Linked DNA regions of Mus musculus: all the other regions are linked to region 3. A link is a contact called in public Hi-C and HiChIP or PLAC-seq data. All regions are on one chromosome and are shown on one strand. The core of a region is the stretch at or near the end of the contact, and the rest is flanking DNA. Distances in the headings are between cores, read along the strand shown. Region 1 overlaps Osbpl3 (oxysterol binding protein-like 3). Region 2 overlaps Osbpl3 (oxysterol binding protein-like 3). Region 3 has its middle 5.3 kb from the start of Gm38806. Region 4 overlaps Osbpl3 (oxysterol binding protein-like 3).

Region 1 (3,353 bases), core at 707-3,206, 210 kb after region 3:
ATTGTGCTGTAGTTAATAAAGTGTTACCATTTGGAGAAACTGGGTACAGAGTACATGATGGGACTTCTGTGCTGCTTCCAAGTTCCTGTGACACACTCCAGTGACACACCTCTTCCAACAAGGCCTAATCCTAACAGTCCACCAACTGGGAGCCAGTCATTTCAGATATATGAGCCATTCTCATTCAAACCGCCACAGAAGGGGAGCTCTCCTTCTGGCCCAGAAGAGAAGCAGCGTTCCTGGAATCCCGGTCATGAGAGAAATGCTCATTTTCAAATATGAAAACCAAAATGAGAACAAAGGCAAACTCTACTGTATTCCTGTGTGCCCGGAGTCTTCTCTGGTGTTAAATCGGGATTGGTCACTTTCTGAACTGTTTTGAGCTATGGAAGCCTTGAAGGAAAAGCTGTGTGTACCACAGTGGTACCACAAATCTGTATGACCCGAGGAAAGGGCTGTTGATGAATTGCTCACAATTAGAGTTCACTATTAGTGTGCTGAGAGACTGGATTGACATATATGCTCAGGAAGAAGTAGGATTATTTAGCAAAAATCACTAATGCATCTAAATTAATTCAAGTTAAGTAGTGGTGAAAAGGTATTTTGCAACTACGAGCACCATGTAAGAGTTGAAACTTAAAAGAATCAGATTACAGATCATCAAATAAATCATTCCAGATAGTAGAGGAATGTTACTCCATTGAGGGACCCTGTACACCCCTCCCTGCCAAAAAAATGAACACACACACACGCATACACGCATGCATGCACTATATGCATGCAAAATGACAGGAAAGAAGAAAAATTGAAGCCCTACTATGCTGCTGACTCCTGTGTTTTCATGTGCTTTTTCACTGTTTCTTTAAAACACCATGAGATGCCAGCCTCTTCCACATAGTCAGTCCATTTAGGTTTGGAAACTGATCATTCATCCAAATCTAAGCCATAGCTAAGTAACAGGGATTGGATCAAATTCCCCTTACAACACATTGTCTTCCTCTGTTTGGGATGGTGCGCCTGTCATTGATAACTGCAGTTTTCCCTGAAGTAAACAAATTGTGAAGGAGAGAGCACAAGCAGGAGATCGTCAGCTCATCAGAATGCCACATTGACTTCCCAGTCCAAAGCCCCCAACCTGATGTAGTAGGAGCCTGTAGCAAGGAGAAAGGGAGGGGCCGAGAGTCAACTGAGCCATACATGTGGTGTCCATTCTATGGCAGGAGCTGAAGGTTTCTGTCAATCAAAAGCTTCTCTTGGGGTCAGGTATGGATATCAGTCTATACCTGTAATTCCAGGGCTTGAGAACAGACCAATCTGACAAGATCCTGTATCCATCCATTGCTCCAAAGGGCCCAACCTGTGTCCCACTGTTCTAGTCCAACAAGGTTGAGAATAGGCCAGTGAAGAGGTTTAAAAACAAACTTTGTGACTGCCTCCTGACATGTGTCTTCCCTGTGAAGACAAGCAGATGTGTTGGACAATGAGGAGAGACTGAGGCAAGCCGCAGCAGGTCTCAGAGCACAGGCCTCGGGTGCCAGGCAGAGGCTAAGACCATTGGCAAGGGTGTGGGGGCTGGAGAGATGGAGGACCATGCTCTGGGTGGGTGACTTGGGTGATCTTCGAGGCTTTCTGTAGCTCTGTACATTGCAAACTTGTTGGGTGGTTTTGTTGATGATAACATATCCACGGGTGCAATCACTCATTTAACTATCATTTCCTGAAACTTATTTATCTCTAATGAATTTAGGATGACATCAGAAATAAATAAGACACTCCCAACATACTCCTGTGTGATACCTCTAATCTTTGCGATCCAATGCCTCTGTCTTAGTTAGGGTTCCTGTTGTTGTAGTGAAACCCCATGAGCAAAAGGGAAGTTGGGAGGAAAAGGTTTATGCAGCTTGAAGTTCCCCACTGTTCATTATTAAAGGAAGAAGTCAGGACAGTAACTCAAACAGGAAATGATCCTGGATGCAGGAACTGATGCAGAAGCCAGGAAGCGGTGCTGCTTACTGCCTTGCTCAGCCTGGTTTCTTACAGAACTCAGGGCCACCAGCCTAGGGGTGGTACCACCCACAGTGGGCTGGGCCATTCTCCACTAATCACTGATTAAGAAAATGCCCTATAGCTGGATCTCATGAAAGTATTTTCTCAATTGTGGTTCCCTCCTTTCAGATAATTCTAGCTTGTGTCAAATTGATAAAAAGCTAGCAAGCAGGGTGTCTTACAGTGTAATTACGGTCTCGTAGGAACAGCTTCTGGCCATTACTCTGGGAGTTATAAATCATGAGTTGGCCATGAATGACCACTGTAATATTCTCCAGGTGTGTCTTAGGCTATTTAAAAAAGTTAAGCAACCGTGGTTGAACACCATGTTAATCCCATCATTTGGGAGCCGGAGGCAGGAAGAATACACAATACACATTAGAGGCCAGCTTGGGCTTCATAGTGAGGCCCTGTTTCAACATTCTCTCTCTCTCTCTCTCTCTCTCTCTCTCTCTCTCTCTCTCTCAGGGGACCCGGTTTTTCTGATCCTCAAGGAGGAGTTTTTTATATCTGACAATAAAATAGGACTGTTTGGATTTTTTTCCGTTTATGCCCACTGTATGCTTACATATACATTTTCTTTTCCTGCACATGAGGTAACTGGTGACCGAAGAGCATTGTTCTTACTGGGCAAGCACTCTACTAGAGAGCTCTACTGCTAGCCCTCCTAGCTGAACCCAGGCAGTGCCCATTCTGTTCCTTTACAAAGCATAAACAGGAATGGGCTGGTCTGGTAGAAAGCCTCACCTGGCATCTGAAAGGCAGAACAGATGAGCTGGGAAAACAGAGCCAGCCAGGTGCATATGTGTGGTGTCTGAGGAAACAAATGTGTCCACGGAAAGATGGAACCCCCAGGGACCCACTGGGACAGCTGTGGTGATCTCAGGGATGGGGAGCCTGCGGGGAGATGTCTAACTAGGCATAAAATGGAGTGAGGTCCCAGTGTGGCTTCTTGTCCTGCCCCCAAGGCCGTTGCTCCTTGGCTCACAAGCTCAGGCCAGTCCTCATTCATACACTCTCTACCCTATGTGCATTCATTGTAATCATCATCCTGATAAGGGCTAAGTATCACACTACTCCTACTGCCCAGATTCCAAGAATGTCGGCATCAGTCACTCTCATGCATCCCCCCCCTCTAATTATTTGGGAACCTCACATCGGGCACCCTGATTATGCTCACCTCCTAGTCTTCCCATGTCCACCTCCCCCTTTGACTCCCTGCTTGAAAGAAAAAAAGGAAAGAGCAAGTCCATTTTGTGTTGTCCATATAGTTATTGGAGCATGGTCGAATTCCTACTGGCCAGCCC
Region 2 (3,130 bases), core at 474-2,973, 160 kb after region 3:
AACAGGACCATAAACATGATGGCTTGTCAGTCTTGCTGATCTATTTATGCAGTGTTACGTCAGCCCATGGTGCTGCTTCCAGCAGCTTTGTAGTGACTTCAGAATCAGCATTGTGAGTCCTTTCCATTTGAGAAGGATTGCTTTTTGATGTGATATTGATGCCCGTTCTTCCACACCACACGCTTTGAGGCTTTCTTCTGTCTCTGTGAGTCATATTGGAAAGGTTACTTTGAAGTGATCATGAATTCACTTTCAGAACAGATCTCATTATTCTATTAATGGTATGGATTTAGATGGAGTTGGATATATTCTAAAAGTTTGACCTTTGAGCCCTTAACCTTCAAGTCAAAGTGCAAATCAAAGGATAATCCTGGCAACTAAAGAGCACCTAGCATGGTGCCCAGACATGCCAGGCACAAACCATGCCTTGGCTGCCTCTTCCCTCCCCTTCTCCTAGGTCAGCCTTTCCTGTACTTGTACAGTGACTCTGAATTCTTGCATAAGGGTCAGTCTTTTTTCATGGAGAAGTTGATTTCTCCGAGGTCATTGTTTCTGTCTTGGGGAATCTTTTTGTTGTTGTTGTTTTTCGAGACAGGGTGTCTCTGTATAGCCCTGGCTGTCCTGGAACTCACTCTGTAGACCAGGCTGGCCTCGAACTCAGAAATCCGCCTGCCTCTGCCTCCCGAGTGCTGGGATTAAAGGCGTGCGCCACCACGCCCGGCTCTGTCTTGGGGAATCTTGAACATGCCCTGTGATGTAGTGTCAATTTGTCAACACCTGTCTGGAACTGAGTATATAAGTTACTTCTATCATTCCTGTCATGAAATGCTTGACAAATGTCACTTAAAGAAAGTTTTATTTTGGTTTTATTTTGGCTCATGGTTTGAGGGGACAGTCCATCGAGACAGAGGAGGAATGATGGCAGGAGCACGAGGCAGCTCATGTCAGGCATCACATCTCCAGTCAGGAAGCAGAGAGAGATACGTGATAGCACCCCTCTTCCCTTTCCTTTTTATTTAGTCTGGGATAAAGAATGGCGCTCGCTACCCATGAGGGCAGGTCTTCCCAGCTCAGCTAAATCTCTCTGGAAACACCCAGCTTGGCATGTCCATGGGTTTGTCTCTGAAAGTGGCTTTAAATCCTGCTAAGCTGACACTCAGGATTGATTAAATATCACACCAAGCTTGACCTATAGCAAGTGCCCATTCAGTGCATGTTTGGTAAGTGAATCCCAGGTGTTGATCATACTGTCTTATCTACTTGCAGAAATAGAATGCTTGCACCTGTTCTAACTAACGCCTCTATCATTTGTATGAATATTTAAGTACAAGGATCTTTTACACAAGATTTGGTAAGATAATTTTCCATATGACTTAACATGTTTAGCTTTCTCAAGTGGCATAACTTTCTGCAAATGATATATTTATGACATCCAGATACTTCCTTTTTAAGCCAATTTGAGACAACTAGAAAGGATTGGTTCTCAGTAATAAACTCTAAAATACAGGGGGCAGGGGGAAGTGAATAGGGACACCGATGTGAGAGAGGATGGACGCTCAAGCAGTGTGGGGCCACAGGGAAGCATGCCCCCGTCTCCAAGTATAGCTGATAAACTTTATGCAACAGTCATGGTTTTCCTTCATTCTCTGTACCTCCGAAGTCTAGACATGAAACAATGAACAAAGGTCACCCCAGAGTTGTTACTGGCTGAGGTGAGCCTGACTCATGACCAAAGAATGGTGCCTGTGCTCACTGAGTCTTTACAGCCGTCACTGGGAAACCACCTACCTAAAGAGACCGAGTTGTTTTTTGGACTCAGGATAATTGCATTCAAGAGCTAAACAGAGCTGTCAGGCTGAAGGCATGTTGAGAAATGGGTGCTACCTCAAAGAGTGGATTGTGTTATCAAATAGCTCAGGAATGAGTTCATCCTAGGTAGCAGTTTGGGTTTTGTGATTATTGTTGTAATTGCAGTTTCTCCTGTAGGTTTCTGAGAGCCTTGAGTGTGCTAAGATTTAGTTTGCACAGTGTTTTCAAGAGGATAGGTAGAAGCAGCATCCCCAAAGGGTGCCACTGGGGTCTTGTTTACTGACTCAACCCAAAGCCCTTCAGTACTGGTAATTAGCAGGATTATCCCCCTTGCCCAAACCCATCAGTCCTGGGGGTTAGCAGTTTAAAGAATCACGATGCAGAGTAAGAACTTTGCTTTTGAGTAAGGAGTCTTGATTCCTCGGCTCTTGTTTTTAGACTAGGTCATTTGTGATAGTATATTGTATTGAAGCTGTGTCTACTGTTTCACTAAGAATTTAAATTGGGATTTGCAACCAAACTGATCTAACTCTATGTATAGGTACATAACACCTGTAAAATACTTTAATTTCTGGGCTATAAATACTTGATTTTATTTTACTTTTGTTTTGGTTTTGAGACATGGCATCACTCTGTAGCCTCGAGTCTGGTGTCCCCTCTATTGCCTAGAATGGGCATGCACTCCCAGCAATCCTCCTGCTTCCTCCTGAGTGTTGGGATTATGGACACATTCCATGACACCCAGGTGTGCTGTCGGTTTTGGGATGTTACTTGGGTAGCCTGTTCTGTTTGGTGTCTGTCAACTGTCAGTGTGATGCATTTAAAAGTTAGTTTTCTGCAGCATTTGTCCTGAAACTCGTGACAACTAAAGGGGACAAAAATATCCAGGGGTAGAATTGGATACATGAAAAGCAAACTGATGCCTTCTTCTGTGGACAAGAATACCACAGGCAACCAGTGATGGTGCAGACGGCAGAGAAACTTGGTATGACTGGTTGCATCCTGAAGTCCTACCAAAGAGAAAACCGTGTCTAGTTCAAGTGTAGGGACACACAGACTACTCTGTAAGCTTGAGAACTCCTCTTCCTTCCCCTACTTTACCCCCTCCCCCCACACACACTTCCGACTTCTAATAGAAGTTATTTGCTTAACTAGATGTGGCGGCTTGAATAGGAATGGCCCCTATAGATTCATGTGTGACAGCTTGGCCCATAGGAAATGTCACTATGAGGTGTGGCCTTGCTGGAGTAGGTGTGGCCTTGTTGGATGAAGTGTGTCACTGTGGAGGCAGGCTTTGAGCTTCACATATGCTCAAGCTTCA
Region 3 (3,217 bases), core at 629-3,128:
CTTACTGGTTGGGGCATCTTCTGGATATATGCCCAGAAGAGATATTGCTGGATCTTCCGGTAGTACTATGTCCAATTTTCTGAGGAACCGCCAGATTGATTTCCAGAGTGGTTGTACAAGCTTGCAATCAGGAAGGGGATTTTGAACCAAATTGCTTCATAGGTAGCAAGGTCCTCATACCTGTTCTAATCAATAGCAAACTCTTTCTCAAAACCAGCCTATGGCCCACTTCCCTTGGCTAGGACTCTCGGGCACTCTCTCCTAAGCAGCAGCCCATGGAGTTTTGGGGCCTTCTGAGTGACATAATCAACAAAAGCTTTCCTGGAGGTTCCAGCTACTGGTGGTGATTCCCGCTATCTGAAGGGAGAATCGGAAGAGTTGTATGACCGTGTATGATCTTGTATGACTGTGTATGATCTCGAATCCTGTTCAGCAAATCCTGGGTACTTATTCGGGACTTAACATTGAGCAAAGGCATAAATGCCCTGTTGTTTTGTTGTCAGCCATTGTGAGACTGTGGAAGTTGTGATTCTCTCTTTCCTCACAGTTGGTTCCCTGCCTTTGACTGAAAACCCTCCCTTTGTTTGTTTCCCAGTGGTGGTTAGAACTGTGGAAGTTTGGTTTTAGATGATGGCTCACCAGAATGTGTTCTCCCTCCTCTCAGAGTCTTCCAGGGCCACACCTTTACGTAACCAAGTGACTCGTGCCATCCTGATTCGGCCTGTGTGTGCTATATTTGCCTTATATCTTTCCATAGATTCTAAGCAAGCCAGTACACTGCATACTTCACACAGGTTATCTCACTTAGTCCTCCTAACAGCCCTACCAGTTAGGTATTGGTACTGTTTTACAGCTTGGAAATCAGAGCTTGAGAAGGTAAATAGTGGCCAGGTTTGTAGAGTATGGGCACAGAGGCTTAAGGCTGATGTTGGTGTCCATGGATTTTGGACCCATCTCCGATGAGTCATTCCCAGCTTCGTGGAGGACACATATCACTTGGGGAACACATAAGAGTAAAATCTGTGCCTACCTCTTGTCCACTGCCTCCTGCAGTGCCTATTTTGTCTAAGGCAAGTGACTAACTGGGTTCTCTCTGGTTACATAAGCCATCAACATCCATAACATATATTTTATAATAATTTATTTTTTATTCACTTTATATCCCAATCACAGCTCCCCTCCTCTCTTTTCAGTCTCACTCTTACAAATCCCTCCCCCCATTGCTTCTTACCCCTTTCCTCAGAGATGGGGAGCCCCCCTTGGGTACCACTCTACCCTGGGACATCCAGTCCCAGCAGGACTAGGCACATCCTCTCCCAATGAGGCCCAACGGGGCAGCCCAGGTAGGGGAAGGGGATCCAATGGCAGGGAACAGAGACGGAGACTCCCCCCACTGCACTTGTTAGGGGGCCCATATGAAGACCAAGCTGAACATTTGCTACGAATGTGTGGGATGGTCTAGGCCAAGCCCCTGCCTGCTCCCTGGCTAGTGACAGTCTCTGTGAGTCCACATGGTCCCAGGTTAGTTGACTCTGTAGGTCTTCTCCAGCAGCATATTTTTAAAGGTGTATTTTATTTTTTACATTATGTGTGTGAGTTGCACGGGAGCAGGGGGCTGCACATGGTTGCAGGTGTCTGTGGAATCCAGAGACATTCGGTCCTCCTTGGAAATCTATAAAGTATATTTAACCTTAGACCATTATCATAATGCATAAGGACCTGGGCACTCCAGAAGGAATAAACAAAGAAAGGTCAAGTGTTGGAGAGAGTAAGGTTAAAGAAAAAAGAGAATTTTGTGGGTTTGTCACCCGGAAGCTGGATATCTGAACACGTGATTCTGAGGGTGACAGTAACCTTTGGAAACTAGAGGCCAAATCCCCACCCTTCCGGTAACAGTAACAGTGCTTGGTTCTCTGTGGTCACACGGGGTGAAGACTGACAGACGTGTTTGACTTAATGCTCTACGATGTCTTTGCAAAGTAACTGATTAAAAAAAAAAACTAATAAAATGAAAATTGAAATCTCAAAACAAAACAAAAATCCCTTGGAAGTCATAGAAAGCCCCTGTGCTTGGCCTCCTAGTGAACACAAGAGGGCGCTAGGCTCACATGATTCACTGGCTGCCTATGAACACACTAGACACATTACTTAAAAGGCATTTCTTAAACGTTGCACGTGCTGAACCAACAGATTGCTTCACACTGTAATCTCCACCCCTTGTGTAGTAACTGTCATCTCAGTTAATTTTATGGGTCTCAAAGGCTTGCCCGTCCATAGAATGAGGAATTATATACCTAAAAACAAAACCCAGAAGTTTTGTCAGGTATGAGGATCTGAAAGAAGAGTTGCAAAAGCAACTTTTTTCTGGTGAAACCTCCCAACAGCTTAAGAGGAAGGGGCTTTGGCGAAGATTTCAAGTGTTATAATTCTGTAGGACACACGCTGTCTGAGCTGGACATCGCTAACCCTTCTAACTCCCCAGCTGGTTCCAGACTCACAAAGCTCACTCCCATGATTCCTCAGCTTCTCACGGGGGCGGGGCTGTCTGTGTCAATGTCAAGGAGCATTGGGGGGGGGGGGGGGTCTAACTAATAATTCTGTTTTTTTGTGGTACAATAAAGAAGAAAATCGGATAAATAAACACATGGTGGTAGCTACAGTTCTTATTTTAGGAAAGTTATTAGACAGAGGAGTGTTACATACCATTCAGATTTTACATCGTTATCTGGAGAAGGCATTAAAATGAAAAGGGTAGAGCTGGGGAACAATGGAAATTAGGGTTTTGCCATGAGTTTGAGACGGGGGTTGTTTGTAGGAGTGGACACTGGCAATGAAGGACAGACAGGCCTGATTTGTTACACAGGAAGGATCAGAGATGAAGATGCTGGGTTAGGACCCACTGGCAAGGAGAACTTTGACATGGATGTACTCACTAAGAATAGAACATTAGTACTCTTCTAGTTGCTATGACAGGACACCTGACAAAAGCATCTTAAGGAAGGTGGGGTTTACAGTTTGAGGGCACAGTATATTCCAGCAGCGGCGGGGTGGGGGGCCAGTTGCTTGCATGGTACCTGGAGTCAGGAAGCAGCGATGGATGGGGGCACTCACCTTGCTTTCCCCAACCCCTGGTAGAATGGCACACACATCTAGGGTGGGTCTTCCCTCCTTGGTCAACCCCATCCTCACGGAATCACAGACTCACCTAGGATCTTGT
Region 4 (3,153 bases), core at 74-2,573, 140 kb after region 3:
AGGTCTTACCTAATCCCTCACTGTGGTGACTAGGTGTCATCCTGTGTGACCACGGGGGTGGGGGTGGGGGTGGGTAAGAATGGAGGACACAGACACTCAGGTCAAGGCAGCAGCTAAGCTCTACCCTCTGCCAATTTCAGCCAGATACATCTCAAAGCTGTTTCTGCTCTGTTGCCTAAGCAGAACATAGCTCTGTAGTTCCCTCTCAACGTTTCATGGGATATACTTTGGGGAAAAATAAACCAAGCAAACTATTCAATATCTACAGGTTTGTTCACACTAAATAGTGTGGCTGTTGGAAGCAGGGGCGACGTGCAAAGTGGAGAAAGCTCATGTTTTCTTAGTGGAACTATCATTTGGTTCCACTACAGACAGTGCCTGCAGGCACCAGCGCTGCGAGGCTGAAGGGCTGCGGAAGACAGGGTGGTAGGTTAGAGATTCTTGGCAGTTAAGTAGCTGGTGGGAGCCAGTAGCACTGTGGATGCAGCACTCAAACTAGATACGTAGAGTGCCGCAAAGGTGTGTGGGTGTGTCATATGTACGTTTTGTTTGCAGCTGCATTGTTTGAACACGAAACGGGAAGCAATATAAATGTCTGGGTGGATAGATATCTGTATATTTCACCAGTACAATTCTGTAGAACAGCTCAAAGGAAACAACCAGGATTACATGTGACATATGGGCAAGACTGAAGAATAATGTACAGAAAAATAAGTTGTTGATTATTGTCTTAGTTAGGGTTTTACTGCTGTGAACAGACACCATGACCAAGGCAAGTCTTATAAAAACAACATTTAATTGGGGCTGGCTTACAGGTTCAGAGGTTCAGTCCATTATCATCAAAGAGAGAGCATGGCAGTATCCAGGCAGGCATGACGCAGGAGGAGCAGAGAGTTCTATGTCTTCATCCAAAGGCTGCTAGTGGAAGACTGACTTCCAGGCAACTAGGGTGAGGATCTTATACCCACACCCACAGTGACACACCCATTCCGACCAGGTCACACCTATTCCAACAAGGCCACACCTTCATATGGTGCCACTCCCTGGTCCAAGGATATACAAACCATCACAATTATGTATAACATGAAGTCATTAGCTAAAATGAAAATGATTCACAGATGCCCTACCAAAGGCCTCTCTAACGTCCACTAGATATGCTCTTAGGAGCTCAGCTATTTATCTCCTCTTCCATTCTTTCTATTCAACTTGCTTTTCACCTTAGTACCAGTCTGGTTTCCTGCTGCATGTGGGTCAGGACTGACTGACATCAATGGCATTCAACATGTTTGCCAGAGTCATCTTTCTGAGCCTATGTCTACCCTGTCTTCAGCAGCCCCACCCCTCCCCGCCGTCCCCTGCAGCCCTGCTGCCTGCAGGCCCTGTCCCTAGCTGGAATGACTGTTCTTCACCTTGTCTTTTTTTGTTCACCTGGCAGAAGTCTGCATAGAAATCTTCAAAGCCCAGAGCTGGGGTTGTTTTTTGGGTCAAAAGTGGACATTTACTTTCCCATGGATGTGCGGACTTCATTCTCGCAGGAGGGGCAAGAAGGTGGCTCGCTGGCCTGCAGCTTGACCTTGTTAAGGGCAGTGGTCTTAGGGGCATCTTAAGGCCTCGAGGCTCTTTGCCAGATTATTGTGCACTGTGGAGGCCACTAGAGGTTGCATTGGAGACCGTCTTCATTTCTTACAGGCTGTGAATCATTCCTAACTAAACAGTTTTCTTTTCCTGTCTGGGATCAGGTTGAGGAGGACTTTTCAAACTTAATTTTTGAGGAAAACAAACAGGTTTGGATCCCTTAGTCATGAAGTTGGTTGTATTTTAGGGAGCAGTGGAGATAATCCTGCTGATGACTCCTCTGCCAGGAGGAACCTCAGAATGAATTAGGTAGAGACAAAGGGATTGCTTTTAGGAGACTGTGCTGGCCCCATGCAGTGGATTAACCCCAGTTCTAGGCAGGTACTCAAAACCGAGCTATCACCTAGTCCCTTCCTTACAGTTTATAGATTTGGCAAAGTGTCTCACTTCACTGCCCTGGCCCTCACATCCCTCTGTAGCCCAAGCAAGCTTTGAACATGGGGTCCTCATGCTGAAGCCTCCCCAGTAGCAGGGATGTAGGCCTGGCTGCCACGCCCTCTCCTCCCTCCCTTCTCCTGTCTTTCCCCTCTGCTTTACTTATGCTATTTCTGTTCATTGCAAGATAAACATCAGAGAACATAAAATAAAATTTACAGAGGAAAATTAAATGTCAGTGTTTGTAGGGGGTGAGGGCACCCCCAAATACAGCAGTGCCTTGCATGGAAAAGGGGTCCAACAAATTTTCCAACAAAACCTAACCTCTATATTATGTTAATCGATCATTGCCATTCTTTTTAAATTCAGGCAGAATGGTAACTTTATTGTCTAAATTTTATTTTACTGTAGATACAAGGGAGAGTGCAGCCAGAGGCAGAAACATCTGGGGAGTCTGAATCAAACAAGTGAAGCCATGTGAGGAGAGGGGAAAGTATTGCTGACCAAGAAGGGTGGCCCAGGCCAGGAGACCAGTGTAACCAAAATGGTTGAGTTATATAGGGGCCAGAGAAGCTGGGGAGGGGAGTTCCGCCCAATAGCTGGGCTGGAGAGTTCAGAGTATGGGGAGGGTGTGCCAGCCAAGAGGGCCCTTTAACAGCTAGAGACTGAGGGATGCTGGAAGAAACAGGCAGCCAGCATTCTCTTTGATATGTTAATGGGCACCTTAGGCATTTGTCCTGGGTTTGAGACCTAACAGTTATGAATATGTAATTATTTTAAATAAAAAAATCTCTTATGCCTGTTTTAGTATTTTACTGTGTATTATACAGCCTGTGGTGTAAATGCACCATCCACTGTCAATCATTTAATGACTTTTTTGTACCTATTTTATTTTTTTTAACTACCACAAGCCACTTGACCATATTTTTCAAAGAGGTCTAAAGAGAGAACAGACTACTCTAAGGTCTTTGTGATCGTCCTCCAGTGGCTATACACAATTTTGAAGACCATGTGTTACATGGAATGAACCTGTACAACAGAGCTAAAGTCAGAAAAGTGGCTTTTTATGGATTTCCTCTCTGGATGTTTCAGAAAGTCTAAGTGTTGAATGATGGGCAAGGAATAGACAATGGATGAGAGCTG

The links. Hi-C and Micro-C count contacts between places; a contact is called where the count stands out from the background. HiChIP or PLAC-seq counts read pairs in DNA pulled down with a chosen protein or histone mark.
Region 1: a Hi-C map of bone marrow-derived macrophages shows a contact between it and region 3, with 32 read pairs. The contact joins two enhancer-like sites. A contact is called at or near these places in 10 of 39 promoter capture datasets (the C10 cell line, the HPC-7 cell line, cranial neural crest and 7 more), 1 of 15 datasets of contacts at CTCF or cohesin (the NIH/3T3 cell line), 12 of 484 Hi-C or Micro-C datasets (Th2 cells, bone marrow-derived macrophages, embryonic fibroblasts and 3 more), 10 of 115 datasets of contacts at active chromatin or transcription factors (CD8 T cells, the HPC-7 cell line, SST interneurons and 6 more) and 1 of 9 other capture datasets (embryonic stem cells).
Region 2: an HNF4G HiChIP or PLAC-seq map of pancreatic cancer cells shows a contact between it and region 3. The contact joins two enhancer-like sites. A contact is called at or near these places in 6 of 39 promoter capture datasets (embryonic stem cells, frontonasal cranial neural crest, liver and 2 more), 6 of 484 Hi-C or Micro-C datasets (embryonic fibroblasts, embryonic stem cells, granulocyte-monocyte progenitors and 1 more), 4 of 115 datasets of contacts at active chromatin or transcription factors (CD8 T cells, bone marrow-derived macrophages, pancreatic cancer cells and 1 more) and 4 of 9 other capture datasets (adipose tissue, embryonic stem cells, liver and 1 more).
Region 4: an HNF4G HiChIP or PLAC-seq map of pancreatic cancer cells shows a contact between it and region 3. The contact joins two enhancer-like sites. A contact is called at or near these places in 7 of 39 promoter capture datasets (the 3T3-L1 cell line, 3T3-L1-derived adipocytes, embryonic stem cells and 4 more), 2 of 484 Hi-C or Micro-C datasets (bone marrow-derived macrophages and embryonic retina) and 5 of 115 datasets of contacts at active chromatin or transcription factors (CD8 T cells, effector CD8 T cells, kidney and 2 more).

The regions. Positions count from the first base shown.
Region 1 is chr6:50,339,389-50,342,741 of GRCm38.p6, reverse strand. All of the region lies in intron 11 of Osbpl3 (oxysterol binding protein-like 3), which reads left to right. Among named protein-coding and RNA genes, the nearest start is that of Gm52900, 41 kb to the left of the region's middle. Within about 2 kb of position 1,956, at least 6 of the 459 cell types and tissues checked have an H3K27ac peak or open chromatin away from gene starts, as enhancers often do. A contact at or near this core is called in bone marrow-derived macrophages, where this site is marked.
Region 2 is chr6:50,389,119-50,392,248 of GRCm38.p6, reverse strand. All of the region lies in intron 2 of Osbpl3 (oxysterol binding protein-like 3), which reads left to right. Gm52900 (a long non-coding RNA gene) reads right to left here. Exons shown (of 3, transcript XR_003956428.1): 3 at 2,554-2,819. Among named protein-coding and RNA genes, the nearest start is that of Gm52900, 9.0 kb to the right of the region's middle. Within about 2 kb of position 1,723, at least 72 of the 459 cell types and tissues checked have an H3K27ac peak or open chromatin away from gene starts, as enhancers often do. A contact at or near this core is called in CD8 T cells and pancreatic cancer cells, where this site is marked.
Region 3 is chr6:50,544,497-50,547,713 of GRCm38.p6, reverse strand. No RefSeq gene overlaps it. Among named protein-coding and RNA genes, the nearest start is that of Gm38806, 5.3 kb to the right of the region's middle. Within about 2 kb of position 1,878, at least 73 of the 459 cell types and tissues checked have an H3K27ac peak or open chromatin away from gene starts, as enhancers often do. A contact at or near this core is called in CD8 T cells, bone marrow-derived macrophages and pancreatic cancer cells, where this site is marked.
Region 4 is chr6:50,406,786-50,409,938 of GRCm38.p6, reverse strand. All of the region lies in intron 2 of Osbpl3 (oxysterol binding protein-like 3), which reads left to right. Among named protein-coding and RNA genes, the nearest start is that of Gm52900, 27 kb to the right of the region's middle. Within about 2 kb of position 1,323, at least 9 of the 459 cell types and tissues checked have an H3K27ac peak or open chromatin away from gene starts, as enhancers often do. A contact at or near this core is called in CD8 T cells and pancreatic cancer cells, where this site is marked.